Regions from separate parts of the Sus scrofa genome. Here region 1 is linked to region 2. The links are chromatin contacts, called in public promoter capture Hi-C maps. All regions are on one chromosome and are shown on one strand. The core of a region is the stretch at or near the end of the contact, and the rest is flanking DNA. Distances in the headings are between cores, read along the strand shown.

Region 1 (4,058 bases), core at 306-2,805, 960 kb before region 2:
AACCAGAGAGTAGAAAAAGGGAATTACATAATCAGACACATTAATCGGCCAAGAATACTGAAATGAATGCACTCATGACAAAACTTCCACTGAGCCTCTAAGGGGACAGAATTTTTGTGTCTATAGAAAAAATTGTTTTAGTACTGACAGTATTTAAATAGCTTTCTTAAATCAGTAATTCAAGGGGTGTCTTCAAGATGGAATCTAGACTATAAAGTTTTCTACCGAAGCAAAGTTTTTCTCATATATACGCATTTTTCATCTATATAATACAATTCACATTAACTATGAGATATTAACCAGACACGCTCACCTAAGTTCTCCTTTCCACCACCAAACTTACTGAAATAATAGTCTGTTGTCACAATTTCCTCCCTTAACCATTCATCCAACCCGCAGTAATCTTTTTTCAAATACCTAAACAGTTACAATTACTTTCATCTGATCATATACATTCTTTACAATTGCAATTTTCTTGAATATAGAAGACTAGCTGAACATGTCTTAAAAACTCAACGCTTAAAGAAAATCGGATACTATAGATAGAAGTCTTATTTCAGGGCTGGCTGCAGCTATCATACAATAAGTGAAGGCAGAGGCTTATTTCTTCTATACTGTTATATGTTAGCTTTAATTTTTCACAGCTACAGACATCAGAACTCCTTTGTGAACACTTCTATGCAGTTCAAGAATAAGATCGGACAGAAACTGCAAAAGAGAAAAAAGCCCACTTGGTGACAGAGCACTTAAAGCCTCAATTACCATTACCAAGCAAGGAGGAGTCAGCTCCGGTCACTTCCCCCTCAAGCGGCCAAGGAGCGGAAACTGAAAGCCAGACCAATGTCACTCCAGGGACTGCAGGGATCCAGACAACTCAGCATCCTGGGCTCATTGCCTACCCAGCTCTGATTCTAGCTGCTCTCGGTCGGTGGAACGCCCAGTCCACACAGGCGACCCCAAAAATTCGACTCTGGGGTTATATAACTCCAGGGCTCCCGGCCGCCCTAATTCACCTGCACTCCAAGGTGCGCGCCTCCCCAGTGACTCCAGCACCACTGTCCTAATGCCCGGGTCTACCTACTGTATATCCTCTGGTGGGTAACTCGTCCCCGACAGCCCCTCGGACCAGAGGAACCTGACCAACAGCGGGGAAAGAAACGGCAGGTGCATTTTTGCAAAGAATGAGGAGAACCAACCCTCTCGGTCCGCACCCCTAACCTGGGCCGAGTCCGTGCGCCTCCCGCCGCTCCCCCGGCCCGCTCTGCCCCGCCCTCCCTTCCAGCCTCCGTCCCGCCTCTCACAGCTCTCTGGCGGTCCCATCCGGGCGGCAGGTGCGACGGGTTAAGTTCCTCGTGGAAAGCAGCCGAGTCGCATCGCCTGACAACCTGTGCCAGCAGCTCAGTGGTAAACGCGAGCCGAGTCCCAAGAGGCTGGAAGGAGCAGTCGCGGGAGCCCGGGGCTGCAAAACACGGGCTTCCGCTCCCGGCAGGCATCCGCCAATCAGAGCCTTGCTCTGACGTCATTTCCCCTCGAAGGCAAAAGGAACGTTGGGCGGAAGAGGGACCTGGAGCGGACCCGGAAGGGGTGGGCCCAGTGGGCGGGTCCAATCAGCCCAGAACCTCGTGGAGGCCCAGGTGCGTGCAGTGGTCTCGCGGTGGCAGATCGTCTTTGCTCCGCTCCTTTGGTTTGTTTGGTCCTGACTGAGGCCTTCGTGGTGCCAGTAGCAGACAAGCCAGGGGAATTTGGGGGCCCGTAGCTAGGGTGGAGGGGAACCTGAGCTACTGCGAGCGCTTCACTGCTGTCCCGGGGGGCCGTCTGCGGAGCCTGAGGCTGGCGCGTGCGGTGTCGAGCTGGCTGACCCGGGGCTTGCAATGCTCGCCAGAGGATGCTCCCGCAGCGTGGTGGGTGTGAGGAATCCCCACCTCACTCTCTCCTGACTGAAGTCGTGGTTTAGGGGCGTCTGACAGGTTTGTTACCGCGGCCCAGCCTTGCAGCGCATCATAGAAGCATGTTTTGGGGGGCTGTGGGTTAGGAAGCATGGATGTTAGGGGCTCAGAGTAGCGTTATCTCGTGAGCGCTATCCAAAAAGCGTCGAGATCTGTGCACGTTAGATACAAGTGACCAGTTCCAAGTTATATGGAAGATCATTGAAGTACTGAAGCATTGGAAAAGCTTCAGGAATTAGACTAGTCCCGAGGGAAGTGGGCCTCAGAGGATAACACTAATTAAAATAGGTAGATAGGAGAGGAATATCATGAAGGCAAGGCACAGCACAAGGAGGGTAACCAACTAGCCTGACAGGAGAAAGGTTATGTGAGAAATAAAGAGGGATAAATGGGTTGAGTTTGGGGGAACTGAAAACAGTTTCGCTTTTTCAAGGGCTTTGGGATAGTGCATCTGATAAAATTAGGTCGTATTACGACTTTTAAATGAAAAACCTGGAGGCGGTGGTGCTGCATAGAAAATTGGTGCAGGAACCCAGTGATTAAGCCACTGGAACAGAAAGTTGTGGAAAGAGGGAAAAGAATCCTACTTCAGACAGGACAGAGGGTAAGAGAAGTAGTTTAGTGGTTTAAAGAAGAAAATTTGGAGTTTGACGGGATTGTAATCTGGCTTTGGCACTTAAAACCAGCTGAATGACTTTGGGCTAGCTGTTTCATTCTATGTGCCTTGTTTCCTAATCTGTAAAATGCAGGTAGTAACGCACCTATCTTGCAAGGTTATTGTGAATTTTTTTTTATACTCTTACAGTATGCTAGATGCTTTTTTAAAGTGGTTTACATATATTAACTCGCTTAATTAACTTAATTACTATATGTAATGAACTATGTGTTTACTCAGTTATATACATTTAATGTATTAGGTAGCATATAGTAAGCACTCTTTAAGCGTTGGCTGCTTAAATAATATTAATTAGCCAAAAATTATGACAAGGCTGTGATCCCAATAGGTTGGAGAGCTGTGTGTCTTAGTGTCAGAAAAAAATGAGTAGGGTTCAGGAAGCAGGTTGGGCATGACTTTATACATGTTTAAGAGTGATATTGCAAGATATTTGGATGAGGATGTCTTCATAAATTCTTGAAATTGATAATTAGTATTCACACATGTGGGGAGGACTGAATAGAGATGTGGAGTCCCTGGGCCTAATCTCCAAGGAAAATACTGTGGTAAGTAGCCAAAGACTCCATGGAAACCAGTTATAGGGCTGGAGGAGTAAGAGGAAATGGAAACGAATTGATCCAATGGCCGGGTTAGATGCGAACTAGCATATATAGAATGGATAAACTATAAGGTCCTACTGTCAAGCACAGGGAACTATATTGAATATCCTGTGATAAATAATGAAAAAAGATATAACTGAAACACTTAACAGCAGAAACTTAACATTGTGAATCAACTACAATAGTTTTTTTTTAAATGGCCTAGGTTGTATTATCGCTATGTTAATAGTATCTTTCCTTCACGTTTAACTGGCTTTATGTTGGTTCCTATGAGAAGAAATGAGGCCAGTAAGTGATGATTAAAAGAAAATGTTAGCATAGAGTTGGCATTGAGTATTTTCCAGTTAAAATAGATGAAAACACCAGGTTGTAATCAGAAAGAGACCCTGTGGTGTTAAACAAGTGAACCAACAAGAACACAAAAAGCTCCAAAAAAAGGCTGTAACTTCTGTTTAGTATTCTTGTGGTTTTTAAGTTGCACAGGTGTTTTGGGGAATACTTTTCACATTTCCAGACCAAGAGCAGACAAATTTAACTTATCTCCTTCACGTGTTGCCTCTTTTACCCATAACCAAATGTTTTCAGTGAATTTGATTTAGTGCAGTTTTTAACCAAACCAAACATGGGCCGCTAGCCCAGGAGAAAGCAGTAGAATCCACTGATAACCTGGTTTAAAGTTAAATGCGGCTTTTATTGCAAGGCTAAGCAAGGAGAATGGGCTGCAAATGCTCAAAAGACCCCCACCCATGGCTTTCAGGGAAAGGTTTTTAAAAACAGGGTGAGGGAAAAGAGGTGGGTGTGTTATCAGCTCATGGACTTTCTTCTGATTGGTTGGTG
Region 2 (3,976 bases), core at 4-2,503:
CCCCTTCTCCTCCCAGTCTCGCAGTTTCCGCTTTTTATTTGAGCCGATCAAGGCTTCAACGGAGAAGGCATGTGCTCGCGAGCTCAGGGCGACTGCAGATCTTCTCCTTTCACTCATCTTAGCCGCCCGCACCCAGGCCCCCTCTCGCCCTCGCTACTGAGGGAGCAGCCCGAGCCCTCACGCTCCGAGCGCCCGCCGGGCTGGGCCCGGGAAAGGCGGCAGCGAGGCAGTGGAGTCTGAAGGCGGTGGCTCCGCTGGTCCTAGGCACCCTCCCCCAGCGCCCTCCCCCGCCCGCCACCGCCGGCTCGGACCGACGCCCCTAGCTGCCCCAGCCGCTAGGAACGAGCGCCCCGAGCGCCGCTCACTCGCTGCATGAGCGCCCGAGTCCTGCTTCCCACCCACCCGGGCAGGCGCTCACAGGCTGTGCAGACTGGACTTCATCTTTTTTTTTTTTTAATTCTCTCTCCTCCCTCTCCCTTTCTCTCCTCCCTCTCCCTCTTCCTCTCTTGGTCTTCCCGTCCTTCCTCTGATCCAAATTTCTGGGAAACTTTTTTTTCTAAATTCCTCCCTTCCCGAGGAGCTGGGGGCAGGCGGTGCGCTCCTGTCCGAGGGGCGAGGGAGAGGGAGGGGGGAGGAAGAGAAAGACTGAGGGGAAAAAAAGCCAGCCCCCGACCAATGGCAAAGAGGGAACAGGAGAAACCCTGCCGGCAAGGGCCAATGAGAGGAGGGGAGAGACTGAGGCTCTGGCCAAGGCTCCGCGCGGGTTGTCCCCGGGATGCTCCTGGGCCAACTTTAACCCCTGGCTTCCCGGTCCCCCCACGGCTCCTCGCTGGAAGGAGGGGAGCTAAAAGTAGAGGTCTGATCTTGTGCCGTTACAAACTCCTGCAAGCCCCAAATCCGTACCTTTTCCTCCCAAATCTGCTAGGTCTCATAGACCTATTTTAGCTATGGATCGGGAATTTTAACTGTGGATCTGGAACTTGGGGGCTCTGACAAAATGTCAACCTGCCCAAATACACCCGGAAAACGACTCTGATAATCTCGCGCTTGACCCCAGATGCCTTTAGATCTGCTCATTCCTCCGGGGTTTCGCTACACAGGTCCTTTCCTGTCGAACGATTTCTAAGCAACTCTGGTTAAGGCAAAACGAAACAAACAAACAAACAAAAAAGCCTCATTACTATCCAGGGCCTTGTAATTGAAAATTTAAAGATCGCTTCCTCCTTCCAGCTCTACCTGGTAGACGTAGCGCCCTCAACGCGAGAGGCCGGCAGTGGGCACCCGGCTTACCGCGCGCTCCGTAGGCGGATCCAGACTGGGCCCGCACACAGCAAACGCTCTCCTTCCGTTCGGCGTGGATGCTAAGCCGAGCCTCGCCTGCTCGGGGCGCTTGCTCTGGAGAACCCACCGAGAGGGTATGGGCGAGGGCAGCGAGGAACTTTGACAGCGGCGAAGGAGCTTTTCAAAATTCCCTTCAAATCCGATCACCTCTGGAGCCCGGCTCTCTCCGCCCCACTGATCCTCCCTCCACCCTTTAAAAAAAAAAAAAAATCTTTCAGGACACTGCAGTCATCAGAGGTTTCTAAGGAACTTAAATCCAACACTTTTGGTCATTCGGATTCCCCACACCCCTCTCCCAGGTCTGGTCTTGTGCTGCGGAAGAAGACCCTGGGGCGCAGACCAGTGCACGGCCAGTACAGAGGGGCCAAGAAGTTGATCCTGCCAAGCTGGAAAAAGGTCTCGGATTTCGCAGGCGACGGCTGAGCCGCAGCTCGATCTTCCCAACGCCCTGGTTAAGACGCTTCTATCCCTGCTCAAAGAGGCAGGAAAGAGAGCTCCCTGGTGCGAACGACAGATCTAGAGGCCCCAGCAGGCAAGTCTCCTCAACACTCAGGCTGTGGGCAGGGCCTGAACTTGAAAGCCTGGGAAAGGGGGGCCCAAGGTGTGTCACAGACTCCCCAAGAATGAGGGCTCATCAGTCCTTGCACCTTGGGGCAAGAATGGAGAGCCTGTTGGACCTCTGAAATGGCACATTTCCCTCCTGACCACTGAGGGGCTGTGGGAAGCTAGTTCTTGCTATTACAGTTGGATGTGCTCTAGTGCTGGAGGTAACAGCTGGGCCCAGTGGCCTGAAGGTACCTTGGGACTCTTTGGAAGAGAGCAAAAAAGGCCATTTTTGGAGCTCGCTCAAATTGGGCTCCAGCCTGGAGAAGAGGAAGCGATTGGCACAGCAAATGCAGAAAGAATAATGGAAAAGCCACTGGATGAGTATAATTCAGCAAGGCTTGGTCTCCAGGGCATTCCAGGAGCCTGCATCCCAGGCTTGAGGGTCCCAAGCAGCACTCCAAAAACACTGGGATGGGGCACTGAGCCCTTCGGGCCATTGAGTTGCCAGGCAAAAGGAGGAGTGGCAAGGCCAAGGGCTTTGCACCTCAGTCACCGCTCAGGGTTGCTTCTAGGCCGACCTCACCGAAAGTGACCAGGCATTCAACACTCCCAGGCTTCAGCAAAGGAGCTGGAGAAACGGCAGGCCAGGAACACAGTTAGCTTCCCCTGTGGCTTAAACCTCTCTTTTGGCTTGCGATTACTGCCCTTGGCTGGAGCCTGCCAGGACCAGCCCAGATAGACTAGCAATGGGGCGGCCTCTGTTCTTTCCCAGCATTTTCCTCCTCCCCCATCGCCTGCATGTCCCATCTCCCTGGTAGCCTCTTGCTTTCTCTTCTCTCACAGACCTGGTTTGTTTGCGAAATTGATGCAGCACAGGCCATGCACCCTTCCTGAGGTCATAAAACGTTCTCAAAAAGAGAACGTTTTAGTTACCCAGCACCTAGATGCATGTCCAGAAGGCCTGCACGATGTAAGTGTCCATACACACATGTCCAAGAGTCAAACAGAAAAATGGGCAGTGCCTTCAACATCCTGCATCTGCACCAACCCCAAAGCATACACTATGCACAGAGTTCTCAGAGGCGCTCCTACAACCTTCCTTCGGGTTGCACCTAGGTTGCCCCCCCCATACACATATATCCCAGAATTGTGGGTGAGGCCATTAAAATTAAACAGATGGCAATGAAACCAGACGGGTTTGGAAACGTGAAAATAGGAGTTTTCTTCTAGGTAAATGGGAGGGGTGGAAAATTTTTCTTTCTGTGACTATAGGAGTCAATTTAAGTTTTTCCCAGGATGATGCACGTGGTGTGTGACCCTGTGTTGACAGGAAAGAGGGCTGGAGAAAAAGATTAAGCAGGATGGTTTAATGTGCGTGACTTGGGTGTATACGCTATGCAACTGGGGAGAAGAAAAAGAGGATTGGGGATTACATGTGATTATCAAGGAGAATGGTCTGCATTCTCCTTCTACTCATCACCTCAATGGGCTTCAAAATTTCCTCTCATTACCTCAGTTTCTCTCTCCTTTAACCTTCAGGAATGAGATGGAGTCCCCAGTGCATGAGGATAATTCCTGAGACAATCCCTAGGTTTCCCTGCCTAGGCTCCACCCTTCAGCCCTGGGTGGAATCTACAGGTGGGGAGTCCAATTCAAGTCCATTTCAGGCCCTACCCTACCCCACCCCCTGCAGGGCCCCCAAAAGGATGAGAAGGTTATTAAGCAGGGAAGATGTCAGAAGGGATGGAGGAGGGGGAAGAAGAACTCACTGGCCACCTCACCTATGGGAAGTGGATGTCCAGGAGGAAAGCCAACAGTGACTGCTCACCTAAAACTGTGTCCACATATTTTGACTTTTCAAAGGAACAGCAGAGCGCTGCAAGATAGGGACAAGAATCCTAGAAATGGGGCCTCTGCATCCTCCACGGGTCTGTCCTTTCTTTCTGAATCTCCAAACCTAATACCCCTAGATACCACTGCGAATGCCTCCATATCTACGTGATCCACCAGAGGCTGTGATTTTGCATTTTTAAGTAATCGGAAACAAATTTAAAGATTGGTGGCCAGCAGGACACGTGAGGCTGCCCTT

Evidence for each region. Promoter capture Hi-C pulls out the DNA fragments that hold promoters and counts their contacts.
Region 1: a contact with region 2 is called in a promoter capture Hi-C map of fetal skeletal muscle, with 7 times the contacts expected there. The contact joins the promoter of WDR3 here to the promoter of TBX15 in region 2.

What each region holds. Positions count from the first base shown.
Region 1 is chr4:102,876,133-102,880,190 of Sscrofa11.1, reverse strand. It overlaps WDR3 (WD repeat-containing protein 3), which reads left to right and starts at 1,555. Exons shown (of 27, transcript XM_021089970.1): 1 at 1,555-1,634. GDAP2 (ganglioside-induced differentiation-associated protein 2) reads right to left here and starts at 1,448. Exons shown (of 14, transcript XM_021090826.1): 1 at 1,302-1,448.
Region 2 is chr4:101,916,168-101,920,143 of Sscrofa11.1, reverse strand. TBX15 (T-box transcription factor TBX15) reads right to left here and starts at 1,253. Exons shown (of 12, transcript XM_001926903.7): 1 at 1,237-1,253; 2 at 1-1,132. The coding sequence starts at 117.